2 separate regions of the Sorghum bicolor genome follow, and region 2 is linked to region 1. A link is a contact called in public HiCAR-type data. All regions are on one chromosome and are shown on one strand. The core of a region is the stretch at or near the end of the contact, and the rest is flanking DNA. Distances in the headings are between cores, read along the strand shown. Region 1 holds the start of LOC8077202 (B-box zinc finger protein 32). Region 2 holds the start of LOC8079394 (zinc finger protein CONSTANS-LIKE 3).

Region 1 (4,765 bases), core at 766-3,265:
CGGCCAGATAACGTTTTCTAAGCAATAATTCAGGCTAGGCTACAGGAGATCGGAATTGGAGGAGATTGATTCCACCAAACGGGCAACGAGATAGGTTTTAGAAAAAGAAAAAAGGGAGGGGTCCCAGCTGGCCGGCATTCCAGAACAGAGGGGCCGCGAGGCATGGCATGGGGCCTTCGAGACGGACGAGGTTTTGTGGACAGGGATCGCTCTACGATCGCTGCCTCCTCCCCAACCAACGGCTCCTGTTTATTTGCCGCCTGACTATGCCATGCGTTAAATATGGTTTGTTTAATCTCCCACCGTTCAATTCAACGACGGGCCGCTTATATTCCACACGTCACTTCAACCACAAGAGGCCACAAAGTGACAGAATACATATATTAACATTATTGGCTTTGTTTAGTTAAAAGAAAAATTACAAAAATTTTCAGATTCTCCATCACATCAAATCTTACGATATATATATATATATATATATATATATATATATATATATATATATATATATATATATATATATATATATATATATATAACATTGAATATAGATAAACAAAATAACTAATTACACGGTTTGCCTGTAATGTACAAGATAAATTTTTTAAACCTAATTAGTCTATAATTATTTATTACAAGTGCTACAACGTCCATTATACTAAAAATTTTGAGTCCAAGTGCCATGTGAAAAGTATACCTGATCCATGAGCTATTGCCGGTTTTAGTTTGGTCGCCGATACATCGATATATCGCAAGTGGCAATTTCTGAATTTCTTTTCTCTAGATCGAAGGATAACGGAGAACCAAGTTGGAGATAAGCTAGAGAAGCAGCAGCTGCCTGCATAGCTTAATTGCAGCGTGATGTTTATTAGTCACGTGGTTAATTAACTACGAGCACAAACTTTCGAAGCACATGTAGGCGGACTTAGAGTTTTTGTATATGAAGTGGGAGCTTATCATTAGTGATATCTTCTTTTTTTTTTGGTGTTACCGCGTTAGCCATTACGTAGATAGAGACTTTGTGCCCATTGTTGACACTTAATTTACAGTTTCTAGCCCAGACAACGCTTGAGAAACGTTAATTTTAATCGCATGCCTGGCAGGTATATGCCTGAGAGGCGATGAACTAATTAAACATGTCCATAGTGCTTGGACAACTATAGAAAATACTTCTATAGCTAAAAATACTTACTTACAGTGAGCAAATATTACAGGATTTAACGACGACGTAGTTACAGTGGCAGACAACGTTTTTGTTGACAGTTGTCGTGCTTTGAGACTGGGGACGTTTTCTGTTGAAAAAAAAAATCCGGCTGCTTTATTATTATATATCCTGTGCATACAATACAAGATTCGGCTGTTGTACCAAACAAATTACTTCCCGCACTTGCAGATACGGGTACGACTTAGTATACGACAGTAAACAATGGGAGAGAAAAAAAAAAATCTCAGCAGGCGCGTACTCCGTAGCCAGTACTACAATACAAGTCAAACAAAACCGAGCCTTTTCCGCGCGCCCGTTTTATTCGCTGACGAAATATCGTACCGCGCACGGCCGGTGAACACGACCTGCACGTCCCCAAACTGAGACCACAGAGCGAAAAAAAAGAGAGGAAGAAACGTTCAACAACTTCTTCCCTCTTTTACCCTCCTACTACTACTACCAGGTGGCTGCACTACATTCCCGACACGCCCAGAATCAACCGCACCTGGCGCTGGCGCCACCACATTCCTTTTTTTTCCCCAGTCCCTCTCCAGCTTTCACCGCACCAACGATGCGAATTGCGAAGAGGAGCGAGCGAGTCTTTGGGAAAAGTCCAATCGCGTCTCCTTTTGCTTGCTTGCTGGCTACGGTCTCCTAAGAATTTTGCAAAAGATTTTTTAAAAATTTCTCGTCATATAAAATCCTACAATATATAAAAAATAATTAATTATATAATTTATCTTAATTTATAAGATAAATCTTTTAAATATAGTTAGTTTATAATTAAATAATATTTATAAAATATAAATAAAAATAATATAGTGTTTATTTTATAATTGTCTTTTTCAACTGAACAAGAGCAAGGAGTATGTGTGGTGGCCGGCGAGTGAGCACGACCAGCCCACGGTCAGTAGCCATCGGCCACTACCAGCCGGTGGTGGCTCGGCCGCGGGCGGGGCCCCTTTAAATGCCGGCCATACGCCCAGCCCAAAGCCTCCAAACAAAACAACCCCGCCGAAGAAGCCTCCTCCTCCCCCAGCGAGCCAGCGCGCGCGCGCCCACGGTTTCCAGCGCCGACTCCCCACTTGCACCGGCCGGTTTCGCCGAAGCACGACGACACGCCTCGCGCTCCCGCGGAGACTTGTATATAAAAGCCCGCCGCGTGGCGCCCGGTGATCCCGAGACCTGGAGGGAGCCATCGAGGGAGCCGATCCATTCATCCATCCACTGAACACCACCAGCTCCGCGTCGCGGAGGCCGGAGGTCTTGCTTGCTTGGGCGACTACGACGAGGCGACGTACACCAAGGCTCCGGAGTCCGCCGATCGACGAGGCAGTCAGGCAGGAAGCGAGAAGACATCCATTGGGAATGGGTGTTGCTAGTGACGCGGCGGCGGGCGGGAAGCGCGGCACCGGCACCGGCACGCGGTGCGAGCTCTGCGGGGGCGCGGCGGCCGTGCACTGCGCGGCGGACTCGGCGTTCCTCTGCCTGCGCTGCGACGCCAAGGTGCACGGCGCCAACTTCCTGGCGTCCAGGCACCTGAGGCGCCGCCTGCCGCGCCCCCCTTCCGCCGCCGACTCCGGGGCGGCGTCGTCCGCGTCCAGCAGCTCCTGCGTGTCCACGGCCGACTCCGCGGAGTCAACCGCCGCTGCGCCGTTGGCGGGGAGGGCTCCGGCGCGACGGCGGCCGCGCGCGGCCGCGGAGGCGGTGCTGGAAGGGTGGGCTAAGCGGATGGGGCTCGCGGCGCCGCCGCCGCGCTCCGCGCGCTGGGCCGGGGCGTGGCCGCCGCCCGCGTCCCGCTCCGCGTCGCGATGGCCGCCGCGCTCTGGTCCGAGGTCGCCCCCGCCGGGTGCCGCGTCAATGGAGGCGACGCCGCCGCGCTACTCCGCCGCCTGGAGGCCGCCGCGCACGTGCCGGCGAGGCTGGTGCTCACCGTCGCGTCGTGGATGGCGCGCGCGGGGAGCCGCCCGGCCGCCGGCCCCGCGGCGGACGCGGACGGCCAGGACCAGGACCAGGAGGAGGGATGGGCCGAGTGCTCCTGAGTTCCTTTCTGATCCAGCCGGGCCCACTGCTCATCCGCTGCTGCAGCTGCACTGTACCGAGCCCAACCAAGAAAATGTAGCAACAGCATGTGGGCGACGTTTGTTTGTTCTTTTCCTCGCTAATTATTATAACTGATTAATTAATTAATAGGAGAATGTACGAGCGAGGGGATCGTGTGGTTGGCTGCCTCTCGTGCGATTAACAAAAGCCGATTTGATTTGATTACACACACAAACACACTCATGTGGTCTGGGATGATGCTGTGGTGGGGGCCAAGGCCAAGGCATTGGGGCCATTGGCTGGATATTTTCTTTTGCTAATTGTGTGCCTAATGCGTACACATCAACGTTGTTAATTGGGACTTAAACCCACATGTGGACCGTGTGTGCTAGCTTCGACGGCAAGAAGGTGTTCTGGATGCTCTCTCAACCATGATTTTTAAGGGTCGCTGTCACCCAGGAGTTCTCACCGACCGTCCAGCCTTCGTTCTCTCCCCTGGCCGCTCGTTTCGGTAGTGGTTGCGGCGTGGACCTTGGAATTTCATAGGCACGGTTGAATTGAACCGTGGTACACGGCCTCGTGGAATCGTGTGAAACCAACGTAAAGTGGAGCAGTGCAGTGCAGCAGGAAGGTACGGCCACGTATCTCCGATCCTTCTGATGAAGAACGCGTGTGCGTGCTCAGGGCGGTAGCGTGTGGAACCACCCGCTCGGACCGCGTCGGCGCACGGTGCACCGGTGGTCGGGGGAGCCCGCAGGCGCGCTCTGCACTGCCACACGACTCGACTCGACACGGCGAACGCGTCGACGACTCGCCATCGCGTGCCGCGTGCGCGTGCGTGGCCACTGGCCAGTGGCCAGACCGACCAACCGACCGAGTTCCCGTGCGCGAGCGTGCGGCAGAGGCAGACGGCCAGCGAATGAGCGAAGCGCGGCGGGGGACGGGACTCGCTTCGCTCTGTCCAGTCCCGCCGCCCCAGTCACAGAGGCTCCACCGCTCGAGCGTCCCTCGAGCCACGCCAACCGTCAAAGCCCGTTAGCGTGCATCCTCAGCCCAGCTATCAAGTTCATTTACGTGGCCCGTTAGCGTGTATCTTCAGCCCACGTAGCATGTTTGGCCTCATTGTTTTTTTATTATTATTACAAGAATAAATGTCTACAAGTAAAAAAAATTTTCTGTAACTCTTTTGTCGTCGGTTCGGTCGGCGGTATTGAATTCCCGCTGACTAGAGTCCGGTAAAAAGTACAGGCTACAGACTCCTTTTTGGTTGGCAACATAGGAGTAGGACAAGATAGTCGTAGAATAAATACAACTATTATTTTAAATGAACACAAGTGTTATAGAAATCGATGAATTCTAAAGAAACTTAGTTGATGACATTTTTTTATTTGAGATTGATTAGAAGCTCAGGTATATTATACTGTCTCCATCTATGAAAGAATGTAATTATGAGAATCGTGCCGGTCAAACAATCTCGAGTTTGATCAAGTTATAGCAAATAATGTTAACATTTATATC
Region 2 (4,765 bases), core at 1,816-4,315, 210 kb before region 1:
GGAAGGTGTCCAAGGATGCCTTTTTTATTGTTCTTTGATCTTGGAAGATGGAAGAAAGTCTATGTACTAAGAACTATCCTTTGGTTGATAGTTTATACAGACTAGCACGATGGGTGCGCTATTTTGTGTCATTTTTTTGAGGGAAAAATCCATGAAAAGGGGAAAACAAAAAAAAAGGAAAAAGAGAGGGAAATGCCGAATAAGGCCCCGTGGAGCGTTAAAGAGAGTACTCCCGCTATTCCAAACTACAACACATTCCAAGAGTATTGGAAAATCAAAACATCTCAAGTTTGACCAAAATTATAGAGAAAATTACAAAAAATTTTGACATCAAATAGATATACTATAAAAATATAATTAATGAAAAATCTAATAATACTTAGTGGTATAATAAATATATTATTTTATCATATAATTATGTTCAACTTGAGATGTTTTAACTTTGCAAGATTCTTAAAACATCTTATAGTTTAGGATTGAGAGAGTAGTCACGTATATGATCGAAATTCTCTAAAGTATGCATGTACCTATCATCAATAATTCAATATATGGAGACCCTTCGTACAAAGGGAGGAAACAAGCATACATACACATCCTTCTTATTTAGTTCGCAAAAATAAAAGTTTTTGGATGCTATAGCACATTTGTAACTATAGCAATTAGTGTTCAATCATGAACTAATTAAATTTAAAAGATTTTTCTCGTAAAATACATACAAACTATATAATTAATTATTTTATTCTATATTTAATGCTCTATGTATGTATTTAAATATTCGATACGATAGGATAAAAGGTTTTTTTGGTGGGAACCAAACAGGGCCTCCTTCTCATGAATCGTCAATTTGCATCAGATAAATAATCTTTTTGCTCACTATAATTAATTAATAGTCATCCTACAAATTTCATATGTAGGATGGACGCTCACGGCCTGTCTTATTATGGTATATATATAAGAGTAATACATAAACCGATACGTGCGCAACCATTTCGATTGAAGGAAAGCTAGGGTCATAGGTTGAACTGCGTGCCAGCTGCTAGGGCCTCAATCTGCCGTAGGAGCTTCGATACTCCAAAGTAGGAGTATAGCACATGCACGCAACTTTGCAATAGATCGTGGCCTTGCCAAATATAGCATAATACTACATCGATCATCATTGAAATAGACCGTCAGATGCTAAGCATCTTCCTGATCTAAAATTACACAAGTAGTACAACGCGTACTACTAGAACTGGTCGCTCCAGCAAACACGTAGTAGCAGTACACACTAGCCTGCTAATTTTACCCATGGCTAGCTCAAAACGGCATGCCGCAACCACCAACTAGAGCTCGCCTGCCGCTCTAGCAAACACGCACGCGCGCATGCAGCATGGCACGCACGCCGGATTCGTGTGCGCGCGTCACGCCGGCCTAATCCAAGCATCGGCCGGCTCAAAAACATGGGCACGCGACGCAGCAGCAATAATTACACGGTACGCGTCGTCAGAATGTGGGCACGACGCCGTAGCCGGCGGCGAAGTCGAGCACATAGGGGTACGATGGCTGCTGCTGCTGCGACCGCGACCGCGCCGGCGCCGTCGCCGCCGCGGCACCCGCGTCGAAGTCGAAGTCGGCGTCGGCGTCGGCGTCGTTGTCGTCCGCGCGCTTCGCGAAGCGGCCCTTGATGCGCGGCCGCGACTCCGCGTAGGCCTTCCGGGACGCGTAGCGGATCGTCTTCTCGAACCGCCGGTTCTTCCGCTTCTCGCGGTACCGCATCAGCCGCGCCTCCCTGCTCTCCGCGGCCGCCGCCGCCGGCGGCGTCGCGACCCTGCCCGCCATGACCCCGTCACCGCGTTCCGGCACCGCACCCACGTCCAAAGATGACATCTGGACATACCAAAACCAAGGTCAGATCGGTGCATGATCCATCAAACGATCCTCCTAGCTATAGCAATTTTGCACGTGCTCGATCTCTTCGTCTTGCCTAGGAAAGTATTATAGCTGGGAGCGCAGAGCACATGGTCTTACACTGTGGGTCGGAGTTGCAGCGTAAGGCAGGTAGGCGGCCTTGGACTGCGCGAAGTCGAGCTCGATGACGCCGCCGGTCACGCTCCCGCCGCGGCCGCACATCGCGTCTGGGACCAGGCCGACCTCCGACGACGAGCCCTGCTCGACCAAAACCAAAGTCCAAACGAAGATTAGATACCGTAACTAGCAAACGATCACGCGTACTGCTACTAATAAGCACACTTACGCTGTGGCCGAGCGACGCCGCGGTGTAGGAGCTGTAGGACGGCTTGGCAGCGACGGCTGCGGCGGCGACGCCACCACCAAAGTCAAGGTCCACAGCGCCGCCGCCGCCGCAGGATCCCTTGTTAGGCACAACGCTGTCGGCGTGCGGGAACCTGGTGCCACCAGTGAAGTCTTGGCCGAAGAACGGGTCCATGACGTCCGCGAACAGGAAGTCCGCCAGCTTACCGGCGTCGACGCCGACGACCTTAGCCGCCGCGGCGGCGCCGTCGTCGTCGTCCTGATTCTCTTCCGCGGCGGCGCCGAACAGCAGCGTCTCCGCGGCGGGCGCGGCCGCGGCCGCGCCGATGGGCTGCACGGGCACGCGCTCGTGGCGGCGCGCCAGCGGGTTCGCGTCGTGGATGTCGGCGTCGCACGCGGCGCAGAGCGCGGCCGCGTCGGCGCGGCACGTGACGGCGGCCGGCGCGCGCTCGCACACCTCGCACACCCACACCCTCTCGTGCCCGGCCCGCGCGTGGCCCGCGTCGCACCCCGCGCACAGGTACGCCCCGCCGCCCGGGCACGTCCGGCAGTGCACCGCCGCCGGCGAGCCCCCGCACGCCTCGCACCGCCGTCCCCCGACACCCCAGTACCTCCCCGCCACCAGGGCCTCCATCGAACGCGCGTACACGTACGTGATCTCTCCTCGATCGATCGCTCTCTCTCTCTCTCTCAACCGGCAGCCGCGACGATGGCACTTGCTACTAATGGCAGGATCAATTAGCAGGGAAGGGAAGCTTGCGAAGCTGGAGCAAGCTGCGACTATTCCTTGCTTTATAGGGTGATGAAGGTTGAAGCAGGCAGCAGCCGCGCCCGCGTTCGTCTCTGTCGCGGGTGGGCGCGCTTGTTGGGGCGATGGGTACGGGTAGGTGGGGCAGGGCGGCGACGGTGACGTGGGCTTGGGGACACGTGGGCCGCCGCGGGCCAAGCGAAAATAGTACGCGAAATGGTGATCTCGTGGATTTTTGGGTGGTGGAGGCCCACGTGCTGATACCGGGTCATGGGAGGCGTGGGCCCCGCTCGAGCAATCGTCTTAGAGGAGCTGCTGCTGGGTTAGCATGGCGATCACTGGTCTTGGCCGCCAGTGATTAGGTCATTAGACTAGACTTTAGACAGCAAGGGTTTCGAATAATCTCTGTACGGATCACGCTATTTAATCATAGCATCCCTGCAGCTTATCGCCGCGTGTACATGCTAGATCATCAGCGGGATCACACTTTGTATATACTAGAATATTTAAACTTCACGCTTAGACAAAACGGTTTAGCTAGCCTGCCTTTTTCCGGCACGACAAAGCCTAGCTTAAGCTTATGACACAAGTCACAGGCTAATTAACTAAACTGATGACCAAGGTAATTTGCGTGAGTATGTAGTCGATAAGCTAGATCAAGCACGGAGAAGATATTACTAGATGACGTAGCAAAGCGGCAACTCAGACGACGCGTTAGCGTCAACCTCACCGCGCGGTTAACCTCAACAAGGTGCTAAGAGACAAGGGTTAGCTTTATGGTGCGCGGTTTGACGTCGTCGTTTTGGCCGCCAGCCACCGCCCGCGTTGACAGTCAAGAGTACTGAGTACTGTAATTATACTCGTATGAGTAGTTGAAAAGTAGCATTAATGGATGTGCTTGTGAGTAATTAACGACCACATATCTTCATCATTGACATGTGACACCATCGCTGCCAGTCCACGTCAGTCTAGCTGGCTTTGCCTTCCCACTCCGGAGACCAGTCGGCACTAGCTGGGATCCGCGAGGGCGAGGCTGCGACGACGTGCCGCGCGCAAGCGAAATGTCGCAAATGGCCTCGGTGCAAGATCGAGCCGGGCTACTCGGGGAGTCCATGTGTTTAATTGCTCTGACGTATATCTACCCCGTAGATTTCAATGCCGTATATACTGCTGCCGACGACGACGACGACAGGCGATAGCGCTCGCTCTTGACCTACCATACTATTTTTTGCACTAGAAGTTTCTCATATCGTCAAGTGAGAATTATCCACCCTCACGAATTTTCTAGAACAGTCTTATTAACTGTTTCGGTTTGCACAAATACACGTCAAGAATCGCCCGCGATCGCGTGTAGGTGTAGACTGTAGAGTAGCCCCGGCTTGGACATTTTAGGTCAGCGTTTTCGTTTGTATTGGATACAATTACGGACTAACTAGGTTCAAAAGACTCATCTCGTAAATTACAGGCAAACTATGCAATTAATTTTTATTTTCGTTTATATTTAATACTCTATAGACTAAAGATTCAATGTGACAGAGAATCTTAAAATTTTTTGCAAACTAAACAAGATCTTCGTGGATCAAGGCCTTGTTTAGAAAATTTGGGTTTTTTAGTGTATCCTACCGTACGTGAACAGAAAACAGTCATCAGTGTGATGCAGGAAAGACAAACCGTCCAAAACTCGTCTTTCCAGAGGAAAATCTCCCTCGGAAACACCAACGGATTTGATGCGCCAGGCCGAGGGCCCCGGCCGCCCGGCAAATCCAC

Evidence for each region. HiCAR-type assays count read pairs that join an accessible place to other places.
Region 2: a contact with region 1 is called in a HiCAR-type map of leaf, with 5 times the contacts expected there. The contact joins the promoter of LOC8079394 here to the promoter of LOC8077202 in region 1. A contact is called at or near these places in 1 of 4 Hi-C or Micro-C datasets (leaf mesophyll) and 1 of 1 datasets of contacts at active chromatin or transcription factors (leaf).

What each region holds. Positions count from the first base shown.
Region 1 is chr4:4,867,511-4,872,275 of Sorghum_bicolor_NCBIv3, reverse strand. LOC8077202 (B-box zinc finger protein 32) reads left to right here and starts at 2,015. Exons shown (of 2, transcript XM_002453337.2): 1 at 2,015-2,945; 2 at 2,948-3,554. The coding sequence starts at 2,573. The coding sequence ends at 3,246.
Region 2 is chr4:5,081,828-5,086,592 of Sorghum_bicolor_NCBIv3, reverse strand. LOC8079394 (zinc finger protein CONSTANS-LIKE 3) reads right to left here and starts at 3,065. Exons shown (of 3, transcript XM_021458162.1): 1 at 2,234-3,065; 2 at 2,008-2,145; 3 at 1,117-1,866. The coding sequence starts at 2,884. The coding sequence ends at 1,483.